Regions from separate parts of the Mus musculus genome. Here all the other regions are linked to region 2. Evidence: chromatin contacts called from public HiChIP or PLAC-seq data. All regions are on one chromosome and are shown on one strand. Each heading gives the region's core, a stretch centred on a gene start, on an enhancer-like site or on the middle of the called end of the contact. The rest is flanking DNA. Distances are from core to core; before and after follow the strand shown. Region 1 has its middle 470 kb from the start of Gm23891. Region 2 holds the start of 2610316D01Rik (RIKEN cDNA 2610316D01 gene). Region 3 has its middle 270 kb from the start of Gm23891.

What was found. HiChIP or PLAC-seq counts read pairs in DNA pulled down with a chosen protein or histone mark.
Region 1: a contact with region 2 is called in an H3K4me3 HiChIP or PLAC-seq map of embryonic basal ganglia, with 19 times the contacts expected there. The contact joins the enhancer-like site here to the promoter of 2610316D01Rik in region 2. A contact is called at or near these places in 7 of 39 promoter capture datasets (cranial neural crest, frontonasal cranial neural crest, hippocampal neurons and 4 more) and 5 of 115 datasets of contacts at active chromatin or transcription factors (astrocytes, embryonic basal ganglia, embryonic forebrain and 2 more).
Region 3: a contact with region 2 is called in an H3K4me3 HiChIP or PLAC-seq map of embryonic basal ganglia, with 20 times the contacts expected there. The contact joins the enhancer-like site here to the promoter of 2610316D01Rik in region 2. A contact is called at or near these places in 3 of 39 promoter capture datasets (cranial neural crest, liver and maxillary cranial neural crest), 3 of 115 datasets of contacts at active chromatin or transcription factors (astrocytes, embryonic basal ganglia and embryonic forebrain) and 1 of 9 other capture datasets (adipose tissue).

Annotation. Positions count from the first base shown.
Region 1 is chr3:47,667,593-47,670,443 of GRCm38.p6, forward strand. No RefSeq gene overlaps it. Among named protein-coding and RNA genes, the nearest start is that of Gm23891, 470 kb to the left of the region's middle. Within about 2 kb of position 1,434, at least 9 of the 459 cell types and tissues checked have an H3K27ac peak or open chromatin away from gene starts, as enhancers often do. A contact at or near this core is called in embryonic basal ganglia, where this site is marked.
Region 2 is chr3:45,376,893-45,379,594 of GRCm38.p6, forward strand. 2610316D01Rik (RIKEN cDNA 2610316D01 gene) reads right to left here and starts at 1,368. Exons shown (of 9, transcript NR_045172.1): 1 at 1,250-1,368. Pcdh10 (protocadherin 10) reads left to right here and starts at 1,506. Exons shown (of 5, transcript NM_001098172.1): 1 at 1,506-2,702. The coding sequence starts at 2,361.
Region 3 is chr3:47,470,037-47,472,736 of GRCm38.p6, forward strand. No RefSeq gene overlaps it. Among named protein-coding and RNA genes, the nearest start is that of Gm23891, 270 kb to the left of the region's middle. Within about 2 kb of position 1,390, at least 4 of the 459 cell types and tissues checked have an H3K27ac peak or open chromatin away from gene starts, as enhancers often do. A contact at or near this core is called in embryonic basal ganglia, where this site is marked.

The DNA of each region.
Region 1 (2,851 bases), core at 184-2,683, 2.3 Mb after region 2:
CTGATAAGATACTAGTCCTTTCTTTATGTTTTCCAAAAAATGATTATCATATGGCTCCAAGAACTTATCATGATATATTTTCATGTCAACATTAAACGTGCATAGAGTTTTAATTATGAAAAGGGGAGAAAATTGAATATGTGTAAATCTTAAAAGCCATGTACTTCAGGGAAAATACATTGTACGAAATATCTGTAATCCTATACATGAATTTTTTGACCACAATTTTGAGTCTTACAAGTCACACATAGTGAAATCTTATCTTTAAAAGTAAGTACATGAAAATAGAGTGGAAAATTACTTATGTGTATAATTCACAAAAGTATTATATATGATAAAATTGTAAAGAAGACTATGGGATTTTAAATATTGATGCTTTTACCCATGTGAGATATTTTCTTAATTATGTCCTCCTGGCTCTTAAGAAAATTACATCCTTATATACAGCATACACTTTAATTTGATGTGGCAATGATACTTATAAAATATTATTTCAGAATCCAGTATTTGATCAAATATAAATATAAAATTGTAATGATATACTGTAACATTAAATTTTACTCAACTGATAATTACATACATAGAAATGACAAATAAATAAAACATACTATTTCCCTACATCATAATGAACCTTTCATATTTCACTAAAAAAATGACTGAAATCTGTTAGAAGAGTAACAAGATATTAAGAGAAAACAATGTTTTTAATTTCTCATAAAATATGGAAAAACCACAGAAGAAAGGATTCTTTATCCAATACAACATTCAAAACTGATTTTTTTTCTCAAGTAAAATCATTCCCATTATTAGTACTAGTACCACAGAGAGTAAAATTTAGAGTTTCTGGAAAGCTTTATAAGATACAGTCTTTCTTATATATTAAATACTCAAAAATATACAATTACTTGAGTTTAGTTTGTGACACATTATTAAAATAAAAATATGTAGTCTGAGAAATAGCATGATTAAATTTTAAGTGTAAGTGAAATTGAATGTTAATTACAACATTAATAGCCCAGTATCAGGAGACCATACATATGAAATAAGTTTGGTGTTGTGATAACATATTTGAAATAAATACATTTGAATATTCTAAAATGTCCACAGAAAAATATGAGTGTTTGATCTTTCCTGTTAGAGCAATTAATTTCCAACTTCAAATGAACAATATGACTAAATGTGAGGGATAAAAAAACAGCCATACTAAAATTATTGTCTGATAACTGCACAACTAAGAATAGTACTCTACCTGCCACTGTTTTCTTTTGTTGTGTTTTTGTTTTTAATCATGCAGGACTAGGAAGTTTGAGAAGTAGGCCACCTTCTAAGCACAAGGAGAATCGTATGTAGAAGAGCTGTAACTGGCACAGCCTCCCATTCAAGAGCGCTGCTCCAAGACTCCATTTGAAATTATCAGGGGCACATTATCTGGGTGCACAACAAGAAGCAATTACTGGTTTAATTAGCCAGCATTCACCACATCGCCCTCTTTCTCTTTGTTCTACTGCCAGGCAATTTTCTGCAATCATTAAGCAGGGGACTGTAATTCCACAATGACCCAATCCACAGTTCCTTCTTATCACATTGGAATATGTTAAAGTTATTTATGACTGTCCTCAATAAGAAGTAAGTCCACTGGGCGTAAAACACTTCAGAGTTAGCAATTCAATACACATTGGTGTAATCTAAATCTTGATTATGATATATATATATATATATATGCTGTGGATTAGATTAAATATATTGGATTGAAAGAGACGACATACAAGGGTTTTCACAATTTTTAAATATCAACAAGTCATTTATTTTTTGTGAGGATTCATAAATATCAGTGCAAATATAACCCCAAACTTAAAATTATTAATAGGAAAATACAGATTTAAATATGAAAATGTTAAGGGATTAAAAATGCAAGTTACTGCAAATTAAAGCAAGACAAATAGACACTATATGAAATATTTTTTATCAGTCAAACTGTTGCAGATGTGGAGAAAACAACTAAACAGAAATCTTTAAAAAATATTTTTCTCACTGGAAATATCTTACTCTGTGAATATAAAATAAAGATTACTTAAAAGGGATCAGACTTTGTAAGCTTTGAAGCTGTCATTAATATAAATGGCTCTGTCGGCAACATTGCTAGTAGAGTGTGTTCGAGCCCCTAAAGTGTGTGATATATAAGAAAACGCTTGAAGGAGGACTGGATCATGAATTGGACCACCTTTCTAGCCTTGCTATTGTTATCTATTAGGCTGTAAGGCCAGAATATGCTTCAAAAATGTGTATCACACAGAGAGAGAAACCTGTGTACAACTTCTATGTGGAAACTGCAGGGCAGCAGGGCTGACACATTCTCAACACACAACAATTAATCTTCAGTGGCAGTGGGCCTTTGGTAACCAACTCAAAACCCACTAAGTGTTTCTCCACTTCTTCCCCAAGCTAGAGAACTTGCTTTATGTATGCAAGCATGCATACATGCATGCATATGTATGTATGAGCTTGCTATGCATGTATGTATGTGTACATATATGTATACATGCATGTATATGTATGTATCTAAGTATGTGTATGTACGCATGCATGCATGTTGTAAGATAGCAGCAACAGCAATAGCAACAGAAGTACATATCATCAAAAAATGCTAGTGTGTAGTTAACAGTCCTCTCTTGTCTTTCTATAGCTAGGTCAAACATAGGAAAGTGAATTTGGTGGATTCCATTTTCTGTCAAGATGAGAATCAACATTAACTATCACTGCATGTGCTATGTTTATTTGCATATTTATTTTTGTTTTTCAGATCCAAACTCAAATCCTGGTACACACTTGGCAAATACTCTGTCACTGAGCT
Region 2 (2,702 bases), core at 118-2,617:
GGTCATTCATTACCGGGAAGCCTCTAGGGAGTCATTCTAGTCTTTGGCTTAAACGGCTCCTCCGGAAAATAAACAACCTATTCCTTGCGGGCAGCACGTTGATAAGTATTAAAACGTATTCTTCGATATTTATCCTTGAAGGACAGGCATTCAGCGGGCTCTCCCAGCAGCGGAGAGTTCGTTCCCGCCGCCTTATAACTTCCCGGGAACTGGGCGTGTGGATACCCGTGGCTAGTCAGGCGCGCGGCTCAGAATCCCCGGACTGCTCCCCAGGGATTCGCACCGAACTCAGCTTGTGGCCAGCCAGCGAGGACGAGGGCCAGCACCAGGAATGTGCAAACGTGCCGGTGGATTCCCGCAGCGGTGCACACTCTATCCCCCGTGTGCGTGTGCACCGCCCCGCCCGCCCTCGCGGCCACCCCACGGTCATTCTCCAGAGAGCTGTCTTCGGGCTGGGCATGTACCTTCTTCCCACACCCCCTCTAGTTATGGAGGCAGGGATGGATCACCAAGGGTAAAAGAAAAATAAATAATTAAAACAGAAATCAGGCAAAAGAAGAAAAGAAAAGAAAAGCCCGCGCTCGCCACTGCTGCCTGGCGCGGGGCCAGGCGAGGCGCAGGGATATTGCTAGCGCCTCGCTGTGATGGGTGGTGCTGGATCCGGTGCCCTAGAGTGGGTTTAACGATGGCGGGCTCCCATGCATAAACTACAAAGAAGCCCCCAGTCCTTGACTGGGGTACTCACAGTTCGAAGCAATGTCCCCAAACGAGTTAATTTAGTAACCAAGCATTTTGTGGGTAGACATTAGATGGGTAGACGTTCAACCATCTGCCCGTCTATAGGAGCTGTCGCCCCAAGTCCCTTGGTCTGAATCCCTCCGCTTTAGGGGGAATTCACCTCCGCACTCCCTTTGCAGCCTGGTCTATCCTCCCCACACCTCCCCTTCTGACCCTCTAGCTTTGATTGACACATGCCATTTTATGCCGGCATTTAAATTGTCCGCGCGCATCTCTGCCAGAGTCCCTTGCTTTGGTAACCCCTACATGACTACCGGCCCCGGGGCAACTTTCCCCTCTTCTTGGTGATTTCTTTCCACGATCAGCAGGAGGGAAAACACCTTAAAGGAAAAAAAGAATGTTAGCGTCACTGGAAACCCCGCTCCTTGGAGAGGCTACCGCAGCTGTTGCTATTATGTTTTCGTATTTGCTGATGCAAACAGGGGAACCTCTCTTATTCCCTGCCCATTACCTGCGGCTGGGGACTGGGAACTTTCCGCGGCAGAGTCCCCTGCAAGCGCCTCGGGACCTGCGGGCTGTTCTTGCTCTCACACTCACACTCACTCCCGCAGCCAAAGCGAGCGTTCTGCCCCGCCCCTCCTGGCTGCCGCGTGACGTAACTACTTGACGGCCACTTTAGCCAACGAACAGTCGCTCGGTGGGTGGTGCTCCTCGGCGATTGGTTGGCAGAATGAGGGCGCTGCGCAAAAACAGAGAAGCGGAGCGCTCGGAGCTCAGAAACTGCCAGCCGAGATCACAAGCATTGGGGCTGAAGCAGGAGGCAGGATGGACTGAGAGGAGAAGAGGCAGGTTAGAGGGAGAGAGGCTTGCAAAGGAAACAGCAGAAAAGAAATAGCTGGTTGTGTTCACGCAAAGCCAGAGCCAGTGAAGTTGAGAATAGACACAAGACTATGAAAGCCAAGAGATGCAAAGAGAGACAGAGGGAAGAAAATGACAAGAGGAACGTCCATCCGGAGAAATGAAGAGAATGAAAGTTTTATGCTGCAGAACGGCTCCGTGTTTTTCCAGCAAAAATTTTTCTCGCTGTCTTTAACCCCGCTCGCGTTTGCCAGCCGTTGATATCAAGAGGCATGTTCAGTGGTGCCGGCAGCATCTCCTCTACCTTCTTTTCCTCTTCATCTTCCTCCTTCTCCTCTTCTTCCTCCTCCACATTCTCCTCCCATCAGCAGGAAGACAAACCTAGGACAGTCTTGAAATATCGAAATTTCCTCCTTGGGATTTGCCAGCGCCGCGTTGCGCCAACACTGTCGGAATAAAGGAGGCTGACTATTGTATGATCGTTATTTTATTAATTGGTCAGTGGGAAGATTACGGCTGAGCATAGGGGACATCTGTCACCCTTTCTGCGCTAAGATTGAAAAATGAGGCTCGATTTGGAGACGCTCTAAAATGAAGCAAAAGGAATCAAAATTTTAATACAGCCACAGGAGCCCCCCCCCCACGCAGCACACTTTTATTTATATTTTTTAGATTATTATTATTCTTTTTGTGGTGGTGGTTGGGGGGCGGTGATCGGGGTGGCTGGCTGGCTACAGGGGAGCTGCTTCCTTTTCCTTTTGGAAATGATTGTGCTGTTATTCTTTGCCTTGCTCTGGATGGTGGACGGAGTCTTTTCCCAGCTTCATTATACTGTGCAGGAAGAGCAGGAACATGGCACTTTCGTGGGGAATATCGCTGAAGACCTGGGCTTGGACATTACAAAACTTTCAGCTCGCAGGTTTCAGACGGTGGCCAACTCACGGACCCCTTACTTGGACCTCAATCTGGAGACCGGGGTTCTGTACGTAAACGAGAAGATAGATCGCGAGCAAATCTGTAAGCAGAGCCCCTCTTGTGTCCTGCACCTGGAGGTCTTTCTGGAGAACCCGCTGGAGCTGTTCCGAGTGGAGATCGAAGTGCTGGAC
Region 3 (2,700 bases), core at 140-2,639, 2.1 Mb after region 2:
TGAGACCTAGTGATGTTTAAACAAGCCACTTACTTTCCTGATACAGTTGGCAAACACAAACTCCTTAAATGACTGTGAAGCTTATTAAAGACAGACTACCTGTGGAGTGCCTCAAAATGTTTGAAATACTACCAAGTGTTTGAAATGAAAAGTGGTTTTATTTTCTAACCTCAAAATATTTAGAAATGAGAAAAAAGGGTTAATATGGTGAAATATTTCAACGTTGTTAAAATAATACTTGGCTGAAGAAAAAAAATCTCTGAAAAACCAAATATGGAGAGTAGACTGGTAACAAGATAAGAAAAATAAACAACATGGCATCGCAAGTGAAAATTATGTTAATGTGAAATATATATGAAATTTCTAATGTAAAAATTGAAATCTAATAGGAGAAATAATTTATGCATCAGATATATACTCATAGATTGATTTCCTGACTGCTTAACCTACAGTTCTTGTGCCCTTAGAGGCACTTCTGGGTCTGCCTAGTTGTAAACAGATGAAATAGAAATATTTGTACTCTCACTGGTTAAAATAAGAAAATGCTATATGTATATTATTCCTTTAACATAAATTTATTTTATTCCTAAATGAATTATAAAGAACTAAAAGTAATAACTCTATTAACCTCCAAATTGTTTACCTTAAATATTTTATGTTTATGGTTCTTTAGATGGTAGATAATACTGTTTACACCCTCAGTAAGGTTTTCTTTAGTTCCTCAACCATTGCTTTCCTTTGTCAGTTCCTAATTTGTAGAATTATTACTCTATTATATATTTCTCTTGACATTTTGGATTGAATTGTCCCATCTTTTTAAACTTTCAATTATTTTGCACCTGATTCTAGTTTCACTATGTCGTAGAAGTTTCAAAAAAATTTTTTTATGTAATATATTCTAGTACTTCAGCCAATTAACATTACTGAGTTCTGCAAGGATATCCGGAGCATTTAAATTCAGCTTCAATAGGAATAGGGCCACAGCTCTATTAACAAGGCAGCCTCTGTGATGCCATTACTAGTATGTAATTCATATTTGTAACATCTCCTATTAATCAAAAATTCCTATCTCTGATAAGTTTCTTTAGACATTATTTTAAACATACCAACTTAAACTTCATATATCCTACAAACTTCATATGTCTTATATTTTTGTTCTGTTTTGCTTATGTTTTTGTATTTTTAAATAAAGAAAATTATATACTGAAGAAACTTTCTGGTTGTTTTTTTATCATGGAAATAGACACAGTATCTGGATAGTACACATCATCAAATATTTTAATAGAGTATGTTTTTAAATGTGGAAAATGCTGAATACATTAGCAGTGTTTCAAAGCAATTATCTGAAGAATTATAGCAACCAAAGCAATCCATTATGTAATCATCCTGCAATTCAGAGCTGATTTGTATGGAGAGATGACATCAGATCCCAGCTGAGGAAATGAAGACAGAGAAGAAGGTATGGACTGATAAAGCACCAACATATTACAGTGTAATTTTCTTAAATAATGAGACTTTCATCAACCTCATTAAAATTATAATCGTTTTGTTAGTATTGAACAGTATTGCCTGTATCCATGACAAGGACCAGAGAGAGGGCAAATTATGGTACCTTTCATAATAATTAGTCAGGGAAAAATCTAAACTGGCATATATGCTGCAATGCACAGTGGAATTGATAGATAACATCCTCTAAAAAAAAAATCAATTATTGCCAAGACAACAAGGGAATGAGGGAGACACTCATGTGGCCCATCCATGATCATTGAAGAAGTAATCTTAAATTCAGTGAACATCAAAAGATTGGAGCATATTTATTTATATTAACTAAAAATGTCTATCATTACAATATCTTTTACTTATTCTACTTGACTTATTAATATAAGTATTCTGGTTTATTGTAAATATATTTAAAATAATTGGACAAAGAAACATAATTAGACAATAGTTACTTGTGGTTTCTATAATCAAATTTGTCTAAAAATTTCAAACTGACAAATTTCAAGGATGTTAAAAATTGTAAGCATAAATTATACAGTGTTAGATTATCTATTTGGACTATTTGTCTAGTCATTCTATAGTTCATCATAAGCTTTAGTATTTTTTTTCCTCACTATCACCATTGTTACATTGAACTGAATATTATTCACAACTAGGTCATGGCTACTTACACACAAGCCTAAATGTCAAGTATGCATTTTAAATATAGTTAAAATTTCTGTCATATATTTTCTTAATTTAACAAACTATGCCTTTCTAGGCAGTTTTAAATGGACAGTGGGAAGCAATATGAAATACCATATCAGGTCCATCTGAGTCATAATCATAAAAATATAAACTCTCATTTCGTTTCAAATAACAGAAACTAATGCATAAAAATGAAGATAATTCAAAACATCTAATATTTTCTTCTTAAACATTCATTATCATTAACTATTCCTCTTTACATTAAAATTAATTCAATCGAATGCCAATATGATGTTTTCAATATTTTATTACTCTTTCCCTCCCCCTGATTGCTTCTTCCTTTGAAGATAAAAGAGGCATTTTAATTTGGATGCAATGGGAATAAATTTGGAATTAGCATATGATGTTATTCAATAAAAGCAGCTTTAATTATAACCTTTTCCTGTTTATCTCACAGATTCAGGGGGAAAACATCACAGGCAAAATAAGTGTTCTTTTAAATATTACATTTAA